Linked DNA regions of Mus musculus: regions 1, 3, 4, 5, 6 and 7 are each linked to region 2. The links are chromatin contacts, called in public ChIA-PET, HiChIP or PLAC-seq, Micro-C and promoter capture Hi-C maps. All regions are on one chromosome and are shown on one strand. Each heading gives the region's core, a stretch centred on a gene start, on an enhancer-like site or on the middle of the called end of the contact. The rest is flanking DNA. Distances are from core to core; before and after follow the strand shown.

What was found. Promoter capture Hi-C pulls out the DNA fragments that hold promoters and counts their contacts. Hi-C and Micro-C count contacts between places; a contact is called where the count stands out from the background. ChIA-PET counts read pairs in DNA pulled down with a chosen protein or histone mark. HiChIP or PLAC-seq counts read pairs in DNA pulled down with a chosen protein or histone mark.
Region 1: a Micro-C map of embryonic stem cells shows a contact between it and region 2, with 3 times the contacts expected there. The contact joins the promoter of Fbxw4 here to the promoter of 4833438C02Rik in region 2. A contact is called at or near these places in 1 of 39 promoter capture datasets (erythroid cells), 1 of 484 Hi-C or Micro-C datasets (embryonic stem cells) and 1 of 115 datasets of contacts at active chromatin or transcription factors (pancreatic cancer cells).
Region 3: an H3K27ac HiChIP or PLAC-seq map of regulatory T cells shows a contact between it and region 2, with 6 times the contacts expected there. The contact joins the promoter of Pcgf6 here to the promoter of 4833438C02Rik in region 2. A contact is called at or near these places in 1 of 39 promoter capture datasets (erythroid cells) and 6 of 115 datasets of contacts at active chromatin or transcription factors (double positive thymocytes, memory CD8 T cells, pancreatic cancer cells and 3 more).
Region 4: a promoter capture Hi-C map of pre-B cells shows a contact between it and region 2, with 3 times the contacts expected there. The contact joins the promoter of Btrc here to the promoter of 4833438C02Rik in region 2. A contact is called at or near these places in 1 of 39 promoter capture datasets (pre-B cells) and 1 of 115 datasets of contacts at active chromatin or transcription factors (large pre-B cells).
Region 5: an H3K27ac HiChIP or PLAC-seq map of regulatory T cell precursor shows a contact between it and region 2, with 6 times the contacts expected there. The contact joins the promoter of Atp5md here to the promoter of 4833438C02Rik in region 2. A contact is called at or near these places in 1 of 39 promoter capture datasets (pre-B cells), 1 of 484 Hi-C or Micro-C datasets (CD4 T cells), 3 of 115 datasets of contacts at active chromatin or transcription factors (memory CD8 T cells, regulatory T cell precursor and thymic regulatory T cells) and 1 of 9 other capture datasets (adipose tissue).
Region 6: a contact with region 2 is called in an RNA polymerase II ChIA-PET map of memory CD8 T cells, with 16 read pairs. The contact joins the promoter of Poll here to the promoter of 4833438C02Rik in region 2. A contact is called at or near these places in 3 of 115 datasets of contacts at active chromatin or transcription factors (bone marrow-derived dendritic cells, memory CD8 T cells and regulatory T cell precursor).
Region 7: a contact with region 2 is called in a promoter capture Hi-C map of neural stem cells. The contact joins the promoter of Ina here to the promoter of 4833438C02Rik in region 2. A contact is called at or near these places in 3 of 39 promoter capture datasets (liver, neural stem cells and pre-B cells), 2 of 115 datasets of contacts at active chromatin or transcription factors (astrocytes and embryonic stem cells) and 1 of 9 other capture datasets (liver).

The regions. Positions count from the first base shown.
Region 1 is chr19:45,658,776-45,661,489 of GRCm38.p6, reverse strand. It overlaps Fbxw4 (F-box and WD-40 domain protein 4), which reads left to right and starts at 1,297. Exons shown (of 9, transcript NM_013907.2): 1 at 1,297-1,714. The coding sequence starts at 1,461.
Region 2 is chr19:46,304,213-46,306,912 of GRCm38.p6, reverse strand. It overlaps 4833438C02Rik (RIKEN cDNA 4833438C02 gene), which reads left to right and starts at 1,284. Exons shown (of 3, transcript NR_152248.1): 1 at 1,284-1,551; 2 at 1,722-1,805; 3 at 2,063-2,700. It overlaps Nfkb2 (nuclear factor of kappa light polypeptide gene enhancer in B cells 2, p49/p100), which reads right to left and starts at 1,218. Exons shown (of 22, transcript NM_019408.3): 1 at 889-1,218; 2 at 549-630; 3 at 387-427; 4 at 44-142. The coding sequence starts at 909.
Region 3 is chr19:47,049,575-47,052,274 of GRCm38.p6, reverse strand. It overlaps Pcgf6 (polycomb group ring finger 6), which reads left to right and starts at 1,369. Exons shown (of 10, transcript NM_027654.3): 1 at 1,369-1,824. The coding sequence starts at 1,456.
Region 4 is chr19:45,362,419-45,365,118 of GRCm38.p6, reverse strand. Btrc (beta-transducin repeat containing protein) reads right to left here and starts at 1,385. Exons shown (of 15, transcript NM_001037758.2): 1 at 1,233-1,385. The coding sequence starts at 1,280.
Region 5 is chr19:47,089,218-47,091,917 of GRCm38.p6, reverse strand. Atp5md (ATP synthase membrane subunit DAPIT) reads left to right here and starts at 1,271. Exons shown (of 4, transcript NM_023211.5): 1 at 1,271-1,345. Pdcd11 (programmed cell death 11) reads right to left here and starts at 1,152. Exons shown (of 36, transcript NM_011053.2): 1 at 1,051-1,152.
Region 6 is chr19:45,559,135-45,561,834 of GRCm38.p6, reverse strand. It overlaps Poll (polymerase (DNA directed), lambda), which reads left to right and starts at 1,271. Exons shown (of 9, transcript NM_020032.3): 1 at 1,271-1,349; 2 at 2,119-2,255. The coding sequence starts at 2,144. It overlaps Dpcd (deleted in primary ciliary dyskinesia), which reads right to left and starts at 1,250. Exons shown (of 6, transcript NM_172639.3): 1 at 1,128-1,250. The coding sequence starts at 1,191.
Region 7 is chr19:47,013,240-47,015,939 of GRCm38.p6, reverse strand. It overlaps Ina (internexin neuronal intermediate filament protein, alpha), which reads right to left and starts at 1,259. Exons shown (of 3, transcript NM_146100.5): 1 at 121-1,259. The coding sequence starts at 1,185. It also overlaps a transcript of Nt5c2 not described here.

The DNA.
Region 1 (2,714 bases), core at 48-2,547, 650 kb after region 2:
ATACTGAATTCAGTTCAGTATGTCCAGACTACTAATAATTAACATGTAGTTTAGAATTATGTAAGACATCTCACATTCTTTTTCCTGTCTAGCTCTTCAAAATCAGCTGTGTACCTCACTTATGCTTACAGCACGCTCAGACCTGGAGACCCTGCCTTTCACACACACAGAAAGAAGCCACATGTGATTAAAGTGGCCCCACAGATCCAATGGGACAGCATCGATCTGTACTTCTGAAGCTTAGATTGGTTCAGGTGGATCCAGTGGGTGGTATGGGAAACGGATCCCTAGTAATCTTGTAGATTCAGCTCTGCCTATGTAACGGCTACTAAAAAACCCCTGCTTGGCCACGTGCTGCTTCGTTTGGGAGCTGCGGACTCAGGATCTAGAAGGTTGGTTTTACCTCCCTCATTGTTGTCGAATCATACTGGGACAACCTACAGGACCTTGGTTGACATCCTTCGTGAGACCAAGGGCAATGGAACTTTCTAACGTCTGGCTTGCATTTTTTTAAGAATCTGGTTTGTGGCTTGTGGAAAGAAGGCATCAACCTGGGGAAGAGGAAGCCTCATGGGACCAAAAGGCCCCTTGAGGGCAGAGGCTCAACTTTGATAGTTCCTGAAGCCACAGGCTCCTCTTGTGACGTAGGTGGGAGTTTTCTGTGAACCTTTCAGCAATCTGTCTGTCTGTCTGTCTCTGTCTTTTTAATTTGGACAGTCTCTTGCTCTGTAGGCCAGGCCGGCCTTGAACTCATGGCCATCCTCCTGCCTTAGCCTCATGCCGGGATCACAGACGAGAGCCATCAAGCTCGCTTTCTCCATCCGGTCTTGAAGACACACGCTTCAACTAGATGTTCCTGGTGCTCCAGAAGATGGGGATGTCAGTGACCAGGTTGGGGTTCGCACCCCGAAATACAGGCGTGAGGGGCGGGTCTCGGCTTGGGCCCGCGCCGCCCCATGTGACCCGGTCCGACGTGGTGTCGCCTCCTCTCGAGGAGGCGGTGGCGTCTTCGGCTGTGCGTCGAGCCGGCCCCGCGGCCGCTCATGAGCAGCCAGGGCCGCTCGGGTCCCCCCGGGAACCGCGGGCCCAGGGAAGGCGAGGGCGGGGAGGCGAGGAAACTGCAGGAGGCGAGGGTCGCGCGGGGAAAGCAAGGGAAAGGGAAAGGGAAGGGGAAAGCAGGTACCGGGCACGGCGGAAGAGGAAGCGGGGCGGAAGGAAAGCCGGGCCTGCAGCCGGAGAGGAAGGCAGCGGGGCCGGCGGCTGAGGCAGGCCGGGGACAGGAAGGCGAGGGAGGCGAGGAGGAAAGGCCGAGAAGCTCCGGGAAGCGGGATGAGGGCAGCGCAGAGCCGGGGAAGGAGGAGCGGAGGGTCGGGGCCGGGCGGCGGGAGGACGACAGCCTGGAGAGAGGACAGGAGCAGGGACCTCAGGCGTGCGGCGGCATCCCGGGAACCCGGACGGCCATGGCGGAGGACGCGGCGGAGGATGCCGCAGCGGCGGCCGTGGAGCCGGCCACCCGTCCGGCCGCGGGGCCCGCGCTCTGGCGCCTGCCGGAGGAGCTGCTGCTGCTCATCTGCTCCTACCTCGACACGCGGGCCCTCGGCCGCCTGGCCCAAGTCTGCCGCTGGCTGCGGCGCTTCACCAGCTGCGACCTGCTCTGGCGCCCGATAGCCCGGGCCTCGCTCAACACCGGCTTCACGCGGCTCGGCACCGACCTGTAAGCGCCCGCTCGCCCGCCCGCTCCCCGCCCCGGGCCGGCCAGCGTCCTGGGAAAGGGCGGGGCGCCGAGGCCTGGTCGGCTCGGGACCGTGTGGCACCCGGAATACTGAAGCCCAGACTTGCCCCCCACCCCCTCCCTCTCCCCTCCCCCAGCACCCTCGAGGAATACTGGTGTCACCCCTCTTCAAGATTCCCCAACCCGAGGAAACTTCCGGAGAGCATTCCTCAGTCGGCACCCTCCCCCGTGGGCGGCTACTCACAGTTAGCCATCCTAAAATGAGTATTCCCAAAGGTTTGGCTCCCTGGGTTCCTTGCCCTGTGTCCTGTGCGACAGACAGGACCTGAAGGGTGACTCCTGCTGGTTCTAGGGCCCAGGCCCAGGTCCACCAACGTGGTTTTTGTGGCCTTTCGTCCTGCCCACCCTCTCAAAGGTTGTTAGGTTTCAGGGCTCAGATCAAATTAAATGTGCAGAAAAGGGCTCAGAACCTTAAAAAAACAAAAACAAAAACAAACAAAAAAACCTTTCAGTTCCATTGTCAACCTATTTTAGGACTTAATTCAGGTGGAAGGACCCACAAAAGATGTCTGTGTGAGGCATCAAGTTGGATTTGGGGTAGGCGGTATCCAAGATAGGCAGTTTGACCTAGTAATATCTGAGACCCGTGGATGCAAACCATTCCTAAAACACTCAGGCTGTTAAACAGGAAGGGGAGAGCGTGTATGACAGTCACAGAACTGGTCAGGATAAACGCTTTCAGACTGCACCCTGCTCTTGCTTTGTTGTAACATATGCGAATATAATAAAGTTTTAAAAAACCGTAAGAAATGATCATTTGATGCACTCCTATTTCCATTTTAAAAGTTTTTCAGTTGCACACCCCCTAACCCTACTACCCCCCACCCCCCACCCCACTTCCCCATCCTAACAGAATGAATGCTTAATGAATGATGTAATAGATTTGGAGGTATGTCATACGCCATGACATAATTTGTCTTGA
Region 2 (2,700 bases), core at 35-2,534:
GCCCCATACACCATCCCTACCCTCCGGTGTCATCTGAGCTCACCTTGACAGTAGGATAGGTCTTCCGGCCCTTCTCACTGGAGGCACCTGGCAAACCTCCATGGGAGGGGCCTTCACAGCCATATCGAAATCTGAAGCCTCGCTGAAGGTTCCATAGCAGAGACATTGTGATCAGGAGAGGCAACCCCCCCCCCCCCCCCGTCATCCCCACAAGGCAACCACTAGCCATCACTGACCACAGTGACCAAAAGTGTACCTCCTTCTCATAAGCCCCCAACATATCAGCAGCAAGCTATTTAATCTGATCAGTAGGTATAACTACCCTCCCCCCCCCCGCCCCACCTTTTCCCCAAAGGTGAAGCCACCACTCTCTGTCACTCACTCACCTGTTTGGGCTGTTCCACAATCACCAGATAGGGGCCATCAGCTGGAAATAGAGGGGCCTTGCTGAGCCAGGATCTCTGAGACCATCCCTCAGTGGGGCCTCCAGGGGACATGCTCACTCTCCTCTAGGTTCTGAGATACTGCGAGGCCAAAGACTTACTGACCTGTCTCAGGGGCTGGATCCTTAGGCTCCACGATGGAGGGGCTGAATTCAAAATCATCATATTCGGGGATGCCATCCAGGCCCTGCGTTATAGACAGAGAAGGTGGCAGCTGAATCAAGGGTCCCCCCAACCACCCCCTCCCAAGCCCTCTGCAGTCACTCCCTGGACTCCTCCTCAAGCTATGAGGAAGCTCATTTCTGGGCAGGGTTTGCAGACAGCACAGACTGGCAGACTAAGACAATTTGAAGACAGTGCAGAAGTAGGGGAGTGGAGGAGCGTCCAATTGACAAGCAGACACAGAGGGCACCCGCCGCCCTCAGGGTCAGGCAGTGTGACTCACTGGATCGTAGCAATTGTCCATATCTCTGGGCTAGGCCCTGCTGTGTCTTGCGGCTTCGGGCCCCGGTTCAGCTTTCCAGAGTTTCGGACGCCCGCCTAAGGTGAAGAGAGGCGTGGGAGGGGGAAGAGTGAAAGATATCAGGATAGGGGTGGGCAGGGGGAGAGGGATGGGTAGGGGAGGGGGGCTCAGATCTGGGGGAGGGTCCGATCTCCTCCAGCCGCCCGTCCGGGCGTGGCGGGTAAGATCCGGTGGAGGTCGAGATCCGGAGCGGGGCTGGCCCGGGAAAGGGGCAGAAAGTTAGTGCTGCTTAGGAAAGTCCCGAAAATACCAGGGGGAGGCGGAGCCGGAGGGGGCGGGCCTGGAAATGACGCCGGGGCCACGCCCCCGCAGCGGGAGGGGCGGGAGGCCCAGGCGGTTCCTGGTTCCCGGGCAGCCTCTGTAGCCCCTGGGGCTCAGTCGGGGCCTAGCCGCCTCGCCCCCTCTCCGCAGCCTGGAGCAAACTTGGGATTTTCAGCCAGCGTGGAGGACACGGCTGATTCACCCAGGGGCTTTTGTGGGGACATTCCTGCCGTCGGAGGCCCCTTTTCCGAATGGCCCGTAGGCGGGGGTTCTTCCAGTGGGGCCTCCGGGGCTCTGACCAGAGAATATGATTCGGGCCTCAGGGTGTGTGTGGGGGGGAGGAGTTTCCCCCTCCACGGTCTCTAGCGATTCCGTCTTAGCTTCCCGGATTCTCCCGCTGCACCTGCTCCCGGTGGCCGGTCAAACGGGAGCATCCCGCCCTCCCTGGCGACTCCAATCCCAAAGCCAGTGTAACGCGCATGTGTCCGTTGCAGGAATATGCGTTTCAGCCCTAATGTCTTGTGTGCCGGGTGAGTGGTGGCATCATGGCACGTGCAAGTGAACGTTCATCCACACAGGTGAGTCCTTGTACTGCCCAGTGTGGGCACACGTCCGTGCACGTCTGGATGTCCGTGCGCAGGCGCCGGTGCACGGGTGCGCTGTGAGTGCGTGTGCGGGGCTCACACCGGCCGGCTGTGCACAGGCAAGCTAAGGGCAGGCAGACGTGTCGCTGATGTGTAGCAAAGTGTCCTGTTCCTGTGCGCGCTCACTGGAGGTGGCGTCCAGCCCCAGCCTGTCATCTAAAGTCCTCCTTCCCTCCCTCTCCATTCCCTAGACACTCAGGGATCTGAACCCGGCCACTCACCGTGGTGGCGGCTCTGGTTCCGACTTCTTTCCGAGCCCTTCCCCGGACCGGTCGTTGCTCCTCTCCAGCCAAAGGGCTCCAGCCGGGAAAGCCCCTTTCGGCCCCCCGAGGGGGGGAATTCCCGTGACGATCCCGTGCGTCACTCCCCATGCCCTTTTTTATTGGTTGAAAGTTTAACTCCAGGACTCTTGTAGCCAACCCGGAGCAACGCAGGCGCGCCCCTTTCGGGGAAGGCTCGCCCAGGACTGGCCGCGGGGTGTCACCCAGCTCCAGTTCTGCTAGGGACCAGCGAGGCGGGACGACGGACCCAGCGCAGGGCGCGGCTCAGATCTCTGCACTCTTCCAGGCTTGCCCGGGACCGTTACGGAGTCCAGTGGGCCACTTGGCTCTTGCTGTGCCCAGAGGTTGGCTATCTCTGAGACACAGGAAACCGGGTCAGTCCCAACACTCCAGTAACCCTCCCAGAGAGGGACCTCCTAGCTGGGAAGGGGAAGAGGAAGGAGTCAGATCTTGCGGTCAGCTCCAGATCGCCATCTAGCGGCCTTTCTGGAGCCGCAAGGAAACTCTGGGGTCAACTGTCTTAGTTTCCGGGCTTCAGGAAGAGACAA
Region 3 (2,700 bases), core at 120-2,619, 750 kb before region 2:
CTCACTCTGTAGACCAGGTTGGCCTTGAATTCAGAAATCAGCCTGCCTATGCCTCCTGAGTGCTGGGATTAAAGGCATGTGTCACCACGCCCGGCCTTTTTTAAAGATTTATTTACTTTATATACACAGTAGCTGTCTTCAGACACACCCGAAGAGGGCTTAGGATCCCATTACAGATGGTTGTGAACCACCATGTGGTTGCTAGGATTTGAACTCATGCCCTCTGGAAGAGCAGTCAGTGCTCTTAACTGCTGAGCCATCTTTCCAGCCAGCCCTGGGTTTGTTTGTTTGTTTGTTTGTTTTAGACAGTGTTTCTCTGTTATGCTCTGGCTATCCTGGAACTCACTCTGTAGACTGGCCTAGGACTCAAGAGATTTGCCCGTTTCTGCCTCAGTGCTGGGATTAAAGGTTCCTTTACCACTTGGCTCCAATTGAAAACTATATTTTATTTATTTTTCATTTTTATGTGTAGCATGTTTTGCTTGCATATATGTATGTTCACCATTTGCATCCCTGGTGCCCAGAGAGGACAAAAGACAGCATCTGGAACTAGATGGTTGTGAACAGCCATTTGGGTGCTTGGAAGAGGGGTTCTTCTTAAAGGGCCTCTCTGCACGAGCATCGAAGTGCTCTTAACAGCTGGAGCCATCTTTCCAGCTCAAGACACCTCCACGTTTAACTGTCTCAATAGTGTTCAAAAGTCCAAAGACACCCTTCAGTGGGTAAGGTCTGGAACTTTTCTCTTCCTTTTGGAGACAGGGGTGTTGGAGTGCTGCCCAGGTGGGTCTCAAATTCCTTGGCTCTAACATTCTGCCTACTCAAGGCTGAAATTAATAAGTAGGTAACCATACTTGGCTTATGTGGTTATTCTTATCAAAGCTGTCCTCTAACTTTTCCCCCTCATTTCTCAGAAATCATTTCGCGAATCAGTTCTCTCCCTCTAACATGGGTATTGAACTCAGGTCGTCACACTTGGAGGCAAATTTTTTACCTGCTGAGCCAGCTTAGGGTTTTTGTTTGTTTGTTTGGTGAGACAAGGTCTTACTAAGTAGATAGATGCCATTAACCATGGACGGAAAACCACAATTAGTCCTCAAAATGAAACCATCACTCCTAATTCAAGAACACATGGCATCTAGAGTTCAATGTTCCATGAATAAACTGGTGCAAGTAAAATACTGAAACTGTAGCATTTTAGACTCTCCTGAACAGCACACTGCAGGCTTCGACCGCGAAAACCGGTGAGCTTCCTTCAAGGCGTGGCCCACACGCCCCGCCCCAACCTGAGCAGCTCCGCCTCACCTAGGTAGCCTAGGTGAACCACACTTCCCAGCGGCCTCTGCGGAGCGCCGGCGCCTGCGCACTGGTACGAAAGGGGGCTCGTGCTCAACTCGCGCGCTAGCCGTCCGACTCGCCTTGCCTCGCTCTCAACTCGCCAGATTTCTGATCCCCGCCATGGACGAGGCTGAGACGGACGCCACGGAAAACAAGCGCGCCTCTGAGGCCAAGCGAGCCTCAGCCATGCCGCCACCGCCACCGCCTCCGCCTCCCATCTCTCCGCCCGCCCTCATCCCGGCACCCGCGGCCGGCGAGGAGGGCCCGGCGTCCCTGGGCCAGGCGGGCGCTGCCGGCTGCTCTCGCTCTCGGCCCCCGGCGTTGGAGCCCGAGCGCAGCCTGGGCCGCTTGAGAGGCCGCTTCGAGGACTACGATGAAGAGTTGGAAGAGGAGGAGGAGATGGAGGAGGAAGAAGAGGAGGAGGAAGAGATGAGCCACTTCTCTCTGCGTCTGGAGTCCGGACGGGCAGACTCCGAGGACGAGGAGGAGGTATCGACGACCCTGCCAGACCTGGCTGCGCTCGAGCGGCCTCTGGGACCCAGCGGGGCGCAGACCTGTGGTTGCCGTTGTCGCTGGAGCTCGCGGCGCTTGTGTAGCGCTCCATCCCCGCCCACCCAGGCGTGGCCTCTCTCCGGCTTCATTTATTTTGTGGAGTCCTTGCAGATCATTTAGGGCACTCTGGGTCCCGTTTTTTTGTTTGTTTTTGTTTTTGTTTTTTTTACATTCTGTAAAAGTCTTTGCGTAACGTGGAGGGAGTTAGATGTCTAAGGCTACTGGCAGGTGTACTCTTTTTTTTCTGCAGGATGTTGAGAGGGTTTGGGACCCCTCCCCCATTAAAAATAAATAACAAATGTGTGAAGAAAGGCATCCCGGGGATAGGGTGTAGGCCAGTTGATACAGTGTATCTCTGCCCTGCAGGACGCTCGGAGTTCGAGTCACAGCACTGTCTACACTGGATGTGGTAGTAGACACTTGTTACTACCAACATTCGTGAGGCAGAGGCAGCAAGTTCAAAGTCATCCTTGGTAATGTGGGGAGACCAGGCAGGTTTAAGGGCTTTTTGTAAACCAACAAAAGAACAGGTGCCTTTCACTGTTAGTTTCCTATATGTCAGAGAACTGGGACCGCTTAGATACAGTGTTTTCTTTAGATTGGATATTTTGAAGGGTTGGAGTGCAATTAAGTTACACTGCTTATAATGAAATCTTGGGATCATGGCTTAACTTGTTTTGAAATGAGACCTTGTAGTGTTGGCTTTGGACTGGGTTTGATGTTGTGATTTTAAAAAGATAAAGGGGTATTAATATATGTTCTATGGGGGTGTGGCGAGGTGTGGGGGAAGGGGGTGCCCCAGCGGGCCCATGC
Region 4 (2,700 bases), core at 136-2,635, 940 kb after region 2:
TCTTTAGATGTAACTAGAGGCTGGTTTACACCTAGGCTATACAAGAAAGCATCAGATTAAAAGCATCAAATATCAGACTGGTCAAGGTTGCCAAAGACAAGCACAGCAAAGGAGAACCACCATACAAAGTTACAGAAACAGGGCCTAAGGGGTTGACACAGACCCTAAAAATGCAATACTCACTCTGTACTACAACCTAAAACTCACGGGCAACCACCAATCCCGACTTATCTCACTTTCTCTACTCCCTACATCCTTCCTCTGAAATTTCCTCACATCTCATTTCTCCAAGGACTTTCTTCTCACAGAAAGCAATACAGCACCTGGCTTCCCCCACTTTTTACTACCTCACCACTGAAGGCCCAAGTTTTGTTTTGATTTCTCTTATTGGTTATTAACCTTGTCCCCACTCACCTGTAACTACATTTCTTTCATCGCTTTGTCCTTACCACAAATAATTTTGACCCTCTCCTTCAAAACAGAGCACGTATCTCCTTTCTGATATTTGTAATTCTAGCTCACAATCAACACTGTCTTTCTCTCCCAGGAACTGTCACCATAGCCCTAGGTCTGAGTCCTTATCTTCTTAAATGAGGCCTCTTCCAGAGTTTGCCAACATTAGTAGAGCTAACTGGGATTCCACCCTTAGCCCTTAGGCAAAGGCTATCTTCTCAGCCCATCCTACAAAAATACTTGCCTCCCAGCCATGGTTTTCCCACTTTCGCCGTTACAGCCATCAGTTTCCAGCCCTGCCCAGTTTCCCCCTGCCCCCAGTGTCTGTCTTGCCATTATCCTATCTCCACTATTCCCCACTCCTGAGTGCACCTCCTCTCCCAGGCCTTACCCGTAACCCTGACACCGGGAAGGCCCCTGCCAGCGTCCACAGGCGTCTCTCCACCCGGGTTCCTCCGCTCTTCAGTAACTGTCCCCACGCCCCTTTCCCTCTGGGGCCCCGCGCGCCGCCAGGAGCCCCCACCTCGAATGAGCTCCCGCTGTCACTTGGCCTCTCTTCCACAAGATGGCGGAGCTGCTGCCCCCACCCCAGGGTCCCCTCTGTACCCTCCTGCACCCTCCCCCAAGCTCAGGTCCAGTCCCTCCCTCCGCCTCGCCACTGGCCTTGGCCCCCAGTCCCACTGCCCCCTCCTGCGGTGAGCGGGTGACCCTGGCCTAAGCTCAGCGACACGCCAACGCAGCCGCCTCCACTAGTCCCCTGCCCGCACCCATCTCCTCACCATAAACTTAAGCGCTTTCTCCTGCAGCACCGCCTCTGCCGGGTCCATAATCGCCCGGACTACTGGGTCTGCTCTCCGCCGGGGCCGCCCCTTTCGTGCCAGGCCGCAGCCAACGCAGCGTCCGGATCCCGCCTCCTCTTCCTTCCCCCGCCCTCTCTTTTTACCTCCTGGCACTGGCAGGGGGCCCGAGGAGGACCGCGGCTCTGCGCGTGCGCACTCCGCTGCCTCACGGGACTTGTAGTTCTGGAGGCTCCAGCGGCAAAAGGCAAGGCTACGCGGCGAACAGCAACTCCCACGGGTCACTGCGTAGAGTCGCGGCTGTGTGCAAGCCAAATGTAGAGCACTCGAGAGCCCGGAGGGGAAGTCGGCTGATGGGAATTGTAGTTTCCAGTCTCTAAGAAGGCAAAGCCGGAGTGTCACCGTGGTTACCAAACGACGCCAGTGGCTCCTTGCCTGGCATTTGATAGCAAGATGGCGACTAGCGCTTCCTCTGTATTCCAAATACTAGGAAAATAGAGAACTCAGGGTCCTTGGTTCTCCCTAATTGTGATTTTAGAAAACCAGACCCTCCTAAAGTTCATACATCTGGCATCTGCAGAAAGATTGAGACCTAGAGACTTGAGCCAAGTGTGCATGTAACAGCAGCCTCAACATCAATGCAAGATTCCGATAACATCCTAAGCTATTATTGCCTCTTTTTTTTCAGAAGAGCCTTTTCTCTCCCCAAGCAAGCCAGGGACAGATAGAACTCACTCCAGGAAACCTTGAGTTTAGCGCTCAGAAAGTATGAACTACCATTGCTAACCCTGAGATCAAAGTCCTGTGTTACATAAATGAAATTCAATGACTATCAAGCAAGTGAAATCTATAAGTAGTGTCTTTGGCCATAAAAAGCCAGAAATGGGAGCCGGGCATGGTGGCGCACGCCTCTAATCCCAGCACTCGGGAGGCAGAGACAGGAGGATTTCTGAGTTCAAGGCCAGCCTGGTCTACAGAGTAAGTTCCAGGACAGCCAGGGCTATACAGAGAAACCCTGTCTCAAAAAACCAAAAAAAAAAAAAAAAAGCCAGAAATGGGCCAGGTGTGGTGGCACATGCTTTTAGTCCCAACACTTAGGAGGCAAAGGCAGAGGCAGGTTGATGTAGTGAGTTTGAGGCTAGTCTTGTCTACAGAGCAAGTTCCAGGACAGCAAAGTCTACACTGAGAAACCCTGTCTTGAAAAATACAAAAGAAAAGAGAGGGACAAGATGGGGCTGGGGAGATGGCTCAGTAGATAAGAGTGCTTCCCATGAAAGGACAAGGACCTGAGTTCAAGTTTCTAGCACCCACATAAAAAGCTGGGGTATATGGGCTCAGTGGTTAAGAGCAGTTGCTACTCTTGCAATGAACCTGGGTTCAATTTCCAGCACCCACATGATGACCCACAGCCACTACTGTGCCTCACCTGGAGTAGATCTTTAATTAGGAG
Region 5 (2,700 bases), core at 22-2,521, 790 kb before region 2:
TGAGACCCTGTCTCAAAAATAACTATAATAATAGTAAATAGAAATATGATGGTAGACAATGCTAAAAACAACAACAACAACAACAACAACAGAGAAACAAGAAAAAGTTTGCCAGGCGTGATGACACATGCCTTTAATCCCAGCACTTTGGGAGGCAGAGGCAGGCGGATTTCTGAGTTCGAGGCCAGCCTGGTCTACAAAGTGAGTTCCAGGACAGCCAGAGCTATACAGAGAAACTATGTCTCAAAAAAAAAAAAAAAAAAAGAAAGAAAGAAAGAAAGAAAAAGTTTATTTCTCAAAATACACCAACCAGTTGCCTGTCAAACAACTCTTCAAAGGCTTTCTAAAAAGCTGAATTATTCAATTAAGCTACAGGGAAAATAAAGCATGGTAACAACTTATATTTTAGAAAATAATTTGGCTCTTTGGTGAAAGATACTTAAAAAATTAATAGTTTGCGTTTACTTGGTACTTCAGAGCCATGGGGAACGTGACAAAATAATGGAGAATATTCCTCAGTCTACAGATTGGACAGAAGTGAAAGCCAGTGTAAGGATTTAAACGATGCACATCAGGGAAACCATGAGAACCAAGACGAGGTATAAATGAAGACGCAGGGCAGCCTGGTTGGTTCTGGGATACCTAGGAAGAAAACTTTAGTAGCCGAGTGAGACTGTGAAAGGGACGACGAACGAAAAATGTAAGGTTTGTTCTGTTATGGGTGCATGCTTCGTAGAAACAGTATAGCTCACAAGGTCTACTTCGCTGGGACTCTATAGTTCCCATTATAGACCCGATGAGACCGAGGCACCAAACAGTCTGGCGATCACGTAGAGAAGGCACTTAAGGTACCTGCAGAGGACAGCATGGCTTGCATGAACTGCTAGCTCCGAGGGGATTGAGGGAATAAGACCTCCCATCCCAAGCCAACTGTGCTTAGCACGAAACCCGGAGACCCAGGCCAGGAAGCCGAGGTGACAGGCATGAAGTCTCCTCCCTCCACGCCGAAGCTCCCGTGTCATCAGCCCCAAGGCTCCCACCGCCGCATACCTCACGGAGCGTCTCAACGCAATCGCACGCGCAGAACAGGGAGCCGACAGCTCCACGCGACTCGTCCACGAGCGTAGGTAAGACCAGGGCTACTTCCGTTCTGACGTCGGGTCTGACGCCGGCTGAAACGGGAAGTAGAAGGGCGGGACTTGGCGTTTATAGCCAATCCACGCCGAGGGCCGAGTCGTCGCGGCCTGTCGGTCGCGTGCGGGGAGGGGGCGTCTTCCGGTCGGGCCGAGCTCGTCGCTAGGTTTGTTGAAGGACATCGGCCGCCGAGTTTGGGGTTCGGACGAAGGTGGGTGAGAAAGCGCTCTTGGCTGCTCGGTCCGGTGATTGAGCTTTGTAGGGCCGACTAGAGTCTGGCCGTTTTTCCAGCCCCGGAACAGCGCGAGGTTTTCTTTTTGCGGGGAGACGCTGGGGAATGGGAAAGGCGCTGGAGAAAATGAGGGTCAGGGCCCCATGGCGGATCTAGGAAGCCTCAGCACCGCGAGTGACGAGCGCCCCAGGGCTCGCACGGTTAGCGGAGAGCCTTATGCCCCACTTCCCAGTGTGGATTGGGAGTGAGGCCGGTCGAGAGGGGAGCTCCCCAAGGTCATCCATCCAGTGGATGTTGAGAGAGGACTCTGGATTTTGACCCCATCTCTGGCAGAGTTCGTGTGTCTTGGCCTCTATGGCCATAGCGATTTGTTTCCTCCGAGCTGCGATCGGGAAACCAGGTCTCCTTTACCTGCGCCGTGGCCTTTGTCAAAACCAGAGTAAACGTGGAATGGCCCTGCGGTTCTCCAGGCCTGGGCTCTAAAAACGGATTAGATTTTGTATCCCAGCGGTTCTGAACCTGTGGATCATGATCGCTTTGACAAGCCTCTATCTCCAAAAATATTTATTTACATTACGAGACTCCTAGCCGTAGCAAAATTACAGCTGTGAAGGAGCAACGGAATAATTTTATTGGGGGAGGGGGAAGAGAGGTTTCACCACAACAGAAGGAAGGTCGCAGCATTAGGAAGGTTGAGAGTCACTGCCGTGTTTGATCAGTGCAAGGGTTTCCACAGAGGCTGTTTGCTGCTTGTGGTCCTTTGACTTTCATCTTCCTTATACCTGGTGATGGCACTACTCCAGATAGGTGCCCATAAGACGGGAATAGCTGTATCCAGGAGCCTGTTACAAAGCAAGGGCAGCTGCTCACCCCAAGACTTTAATGAAATGCCCATTTCACATGGAAAGGCTGGTGGTATTTAATAGTAGTTATTGGATTATTTAGAAACAGAAGCAAAACCTGTCAGCTTAGACTTTGTAGCAGGCTGCTGTTCAACAGTAGTACATTTTTTTAAAAAATACTAACTCACAGGCTCACAATTATTAGTCTTTGGTGATTTTTTTCCACTACCAAATGGCTCTAAGCTTGCACATGACTGCAAGGACAGGACATTTTAGTTTTATTTGTTCCTATTGCCAGGTGTGAATGGCTTGTCCCTCTAGTCCCAACACTGTTGGGCAGATCTCTGTAATTTCAAGGCCAGCCTAATCTATGTAGTGAGTACAGGCATCTGGGGCTACAGACTGAGATAAATAAAATAAAATAAAAATTCCATACAGGGCATTGTTAACAATATTAACTGTTAAAAAAGGTCATTGTCCTAAAACAATATG
Region 6 (2,700 bases), core at 22-2,521, 750 kb after region 2:
GGTTCCCTAAATGCTGTAGGGTAGGAGCAAATGAAACCTGATTTTAATTTCTGTAAACTTCAGGCACCTGCCTGTGGATGTTTTAAAGCTAGCTGTTAGCTTTAAAGCCTCAGGAATTCAGACCTAAGGCACCCTGGCTGCCAGGTGGGTGGGTCTGTGAAAGACCTCAGGGGCACAGGGCACTTAAACTGGCCACTTGCAGGATGAGGAAAAGCTGACATCTCAAGCTCCTGTTCTTAGTCATTTAGACCTTAGCCCTTGCTCTATCTCCCCTAAAGATCAGGGGGCAATTTAAAATCCACATCATAAACAAAACATAGTTAGAAAACAAGGACCTGGGCTGGTGAGATGGCTCAACAGGTAAGAGCACCCGACTGCTCTTCTGAAGGTCCTGAGTTCAAATCCCGGCAACCACATGGTGGCTCACAACCATCCGTAACGAGATCTGACTCCCTCTTCTGGTGTGTCTGAAGACAGCTACAGTGTACTTACATATAATAAAAAAATAAATAAATCTTTAAAATAAAAAAAAGAAAGAAAAGAAAAAGAAAACAAGGACCTTAGAAACAACACTGGTAGCCCACCCACTTCATTTTATAATTGAAGAAAATGGGGTCCTAACAACTGAAGAGGTGAATCGATGTTAGAGTTGATCTAAAACCCTGGTGTCTCCTTTCTATGCCATTGGGGCTGCTGTCATCAATAGGACCCCCAAATTGAGCTGCATGGATCCCAGATGACGAATTATACCTGATTATCTGCAAAACCTGGGTTTGGTCTAAAACCTTCCTGGGTTTCAGTTTCCTCGTCAGTCAAATGGGGTGCAGAATTAGCCTCTTGGTACAGCCCTGAGGGACGATGATGAATGTAAAATGAATTATTGGGAAATACCAACAAAACTCTGAGCGGGGAGAGATGATATAAGGAACTCTTGAGGTGGGTGACCAAAGACTTGGGTTCCACTCGGGTCATCTCCCTGGGCCGGTTTCCTCTGCAAAAGCAGGAAGCTGGCATGGCTGTAGGCTGCTGCGACAGGTCCAGCTCTGCCCACCCAGGCTGAGGCCCTCCCTGGGGGAGCGGGCGCATAGAGCCCGCCCTGGGGGGAAGGACGAGGGGTCTCGAGTTACCATCCTGCAGCAGTGCCGTCTTCTCGGCCGACCGCAAAACCTCCAACCAGCTAGTCACCGCCATCTTCCCTCCGCCCAGGAACGCGCCGGGCCACTGCCATGGCAACTACCCGACCGATGATCACTTCCGGATGACCCGGGAAGTATTCTGGGAACTGATTTTTTTTTTTTTTTTTCCCCTCTACCCCTTCCTCCCCCAATCCGTTTTCATTGGCTCCCATGGTGAGTTTATTTCTCTTTGCCGGGAGATTCTAACCTACTTTGGACCGGTCCTGGGGCCGGGTGGGGTGGGGATGCTCCCAGAACTTTTAGGGATCCAGCACCAACTCTCTTCTGGCCCCAGCTGGGAGTCCCTGGTTCACACCAGCTGCTCACAGTGGATGTGGCACGTCTGCTTCGGTCTTGCCCACCTCCAGCTGTGAGGGCTCCCTACATCTGCTGCGGCTGCACTCCACCTCCCTGCAGCTGCGGGGCTCAGACCCGCGCGATGGGGCTGCTGCGACAGGGACAGGTGCGCAGCGTGCCCACAACTTTCCCTGAAGCCTCACTCCCCAGGTTTTCTTCTGCGAATGCACATTGAGGCTAGAGAAAGATGATGCGAGGTTTATGTGACATGTCCCTTAGACTCCAATTCGTTGGGGAGATGAAGACTCTCCTAAAGATGTAGTCCGGTTCCCAAACCCGTCATCATTTTGGAAAAGTCTCTTGGAAGGGGACGCAGAGGCTGACTCTGCGCTATATTCCTCCCCCCACCCCCACCCCATGTTGTTTCCTTTCGATCCACACCTCCCCTACACCCACAAGAATCCCAACCTTTCCCTGGCTTCCCTCAGTACGACTAGGGTTGAAAGGCTGGTATGTGTGTGTGGCACTCGGATTAAATCACTTAAGTTTAACTGGGGTTTCCGAGACCTCTGAGAAAGGGACCTGTTACCCCTAAACCCCACCTCTATGCCAAATTATTAAGGGCTGGCTCTCAATCCTTTAACAGAAAGGCCAGGATCCAGCGCCCTTCAATGGACCCTCAGGGCATCGTGAAGGCCTTTCCCAAGCGGAAGAAAAGTCATGCAGATCTATCTTCAAAAGCACTTGCAAAGATTCCCAAAAGGGAGGTGGGAGAAGCTAGAGGTGAGCCGGTCCACCCTCACACACTGGAACGTTCAGCCTTCTTGTTTTCAGCTAGAGTCAGATTAACAGAAGTGACCTAACCTGTGGCCAAGATCAGGTTGGCCTCAAACTCGAAAAGCAAAACAAAACAACAAAAAAGGAAGTTTGCTGAAAAAAACAAAACAAAACAAAAGCAAAAACAAAAACAAAAAACCCCTGGGGGGTATCGCTAGCAAGCAAGCCTTTAGCCTTTAATCCCAGCACTTGGGAAGCAGAGGCAGGCAGATTTCTGAGTTCGAGGCCAGCCTGGTCTACAGAGTGAGTTCCAGAACAGCCAGGGCTACACAGAGAAACCCTGTCTTGAAACTAACCACCCCCCCCCAAAAAAAGGAAGTTTGTTGTACGTTTGCGGTAGAATTCTTTGAAGGTATTTTGTTCTCTGGATGGCAGGAAAAGGAAGGGAGGT
Region 7 (2,700 bases), core at 10-2,509, 710 kb before region 2:
GCTCCCCTCTCTCCCCTTTCCCTCCCGTGGTTTCCTAGGGCACCAGTTTACAGGGAGTGAAGCTATCTCTGTACGGAAAAGGACAGGGCACTCTTTCCTATGCAGCATCCCAGCCCTTACCTGGTAGCCGGCCACCTCAGCGCTGTGCCGCTCCTCCAGTTCCAAGATCTGCCTCTCCAGGGACTCATTGGCTCCGCGCAGACCCTCTATCTCAATGGTACGTGCCTGGAGCTGGCGCCGGTACTCGTGGATCTCCTCTCGGCTGGCTCGGATGGCTTCGGTGCTGCGCGCAGCCTGCTCGTTTAGGTTGGCGAACTTGGACTTGTACCACTCCTCGGCGGACTGCAGGTTCTTAGCGGCCAGGGACTCATACTGCGCGCGGATCTCCCTCAGCGCCGAAGTCAGGTCTGGTTTAGCCACGGCCACGTCCACCTCGGCGGCGGCTTGCGAAGACGCCTGCAACGTGGCCAGGAGCTCGGCCACCTCCTCGTCGTGGACCTGGCGCACGAAAGCCAGCTCGTCCAGCAGCGACTCCACCTTCTTCTCCAGATCCAGGCGGGCCAGGGTGGCGCCGTCCACGTCGCGCTGCTGCGCCTTCAGGGCGCGCTCGGCGCCTTCGCGCCCGCGGCTCTCCTCCTCGCAGCGCGCCCGCAGTCGCTGCACCTCCTCGGCCAGCCCATCGCGCTCCAGCAGGGCCTGCGCGCGCGCCGAGCTCGCCTCCTCCAGCTGCGCGCGCAGCTCGCGCAGCTCGCGCTGGAAGAGCTCGCCGACGCGCGACGGCTCGGCGTGGCGCTGGCGCAGCGCGGCCAGCTCGGCCTCGAGCGCACGGTTCTGCGTCTCCAGCTGGTGCACCTTCTCGATGAACACGGCGAAGCGGTCGTTGAGGCCCTGCAGCTGCTCCTTCTCGTTAGTGCGGATGATCTTGTACTCGTTGGTGCGCGCCGCCGCCTGGCTCAGGTCCAGCCCGTCGGAGGCCGGCAGGCGGCGGTAGGCCAGGCCCAGGCCGAGGGACGAGGCCGAGGAGCAGGCGGCCGTGGAGGCCACATTGCTGCGGGACAGCGACTGCGAGCGGAAGCTGCCCGAGCCTCCCGGCCCGGACAGGCGCGCGGAGAGGCGCGAGCTGTCCCCGAACACCTTGCGGTAGGAGGAGGCGGAGCACAAATAGTGCTCCGATCCGAAGCTCATGGTGCCGGGGTCGGGGCCGGGTGCGCGGCTGCGGCGGGACCTGGCGAGGACGCGAAGGTGCGGCAAGGCTGGGTGCGGCGGGGCGGTGTGCGGGGCTTTTAAGGCGCGGGGTTGGGGCGACGCGCTAGGGGTGGAGCTTCATCTTCAGATCGAGCGGGGAGAGGAAGGGGGGCCTGCGGGGGCGGGGGAGCGCAGTGCCACCGCAGCTGCGCGCCACCGTCCTGGGCCGTCCCTGTCCGCTGCGCCTGTACCCCAAGAATCTGCCTTGGGAATGACCGGAGGGGAGGGAGTGCCCAAACAACCTTGGCTTCCCGGCCGAGCGCTCTCAGCTCTTTGATGGCGTTAGAGCCTGTCCTTTTTTTTCTGCTCTTATCCCCCACGGAGAGGAGGTTTTTCTGAAAGGTGTCCTCTATTCTCATCCGCATCCCAGAGTTCCCAAGGGTAAGGCCCTGTTCCTCTCCACTCTTTACAGGGGGAGCGGGCAACCCCCTCTTTATCTCCTGGCTTAGGCGGCTCCTGGTTCTCTTCGGAGAAAGTGGGACCACTTCAGAGAGCATCCCTCAGTTCCGCCACCACAGGAGATAGGATTCGCAGAAAGAGTGAGATTCTCGGGGACATTGGTGACGAACAAGAGGCTGATTTTTTTTTTCCCCAAGGGTGCAAAGGGTTACCGGGAGGAAAGCGGTCTGTCCTGGAAAGGACAAAGCGTTGAGAATTAGCAGGATTCACCTCTAGACCTCCAGTCACCGTGCGTGCCAGGACCGCAGGCTGCTAGAAAGGCTGCAGGCTTTGGTTTAAACAAACAAAAAGCCCCAAACCAACAACAAAACACATTAGATTTTAAAACGTTTCAAAACTGGATTTCTAGTCAGGAGGTTTCATCTAAACAGAAACTGGATTGATTTTGATCTTTTAATGCCCAGCCCCTGCTACTCTTGAAAGCAGAAGGTTTAGGATGACTGCGGTGGGCGAGTGCCTTTGTTTAAGTGCGTTGTTCCTCAGGGCTCCCAGCACTTCAGAGTCACCCCTCTTACCCCGGTTTTTGTTTTTTTGTTTTTGTTTTTATCTGTCTGGCCCTGCAAGCGTTTGACAATCCATTCTGAATTGGACGGGAGCACCATTTTCTGTGGGGATTAGTCTTTGGACCAAAGACTCATTTCCAGGAGTGAGGCAGAGGAGCAGGGCTGACAGAATTGGCCGTCCTCGCCACACCCGGTTAGGATGGAGTGGGAGCCTGAACGATAGATGGATCTAGTTTACCTTCTATCCTGTGGCACAACTCCAGGAAATGTGAAGCCCTTTGCTTTCTAGTTCCGAATTCCAAACTTACATTTGTTTGTTTTGAAACAAGGCTCCCATTCTGTGCCCCTAGTAGCTAAGTTGGTTTTGCTCTCAGTCTAAGCTGGCCTTGAGCTCCTGGCAATCCTCCTGCCTCTGCCTCCCACATGCAGCAGTCACCAGTGTGGCCCACCATAGCTGGCCCTTATCACCTTTTATGATCTTGGGGTTCTAGAA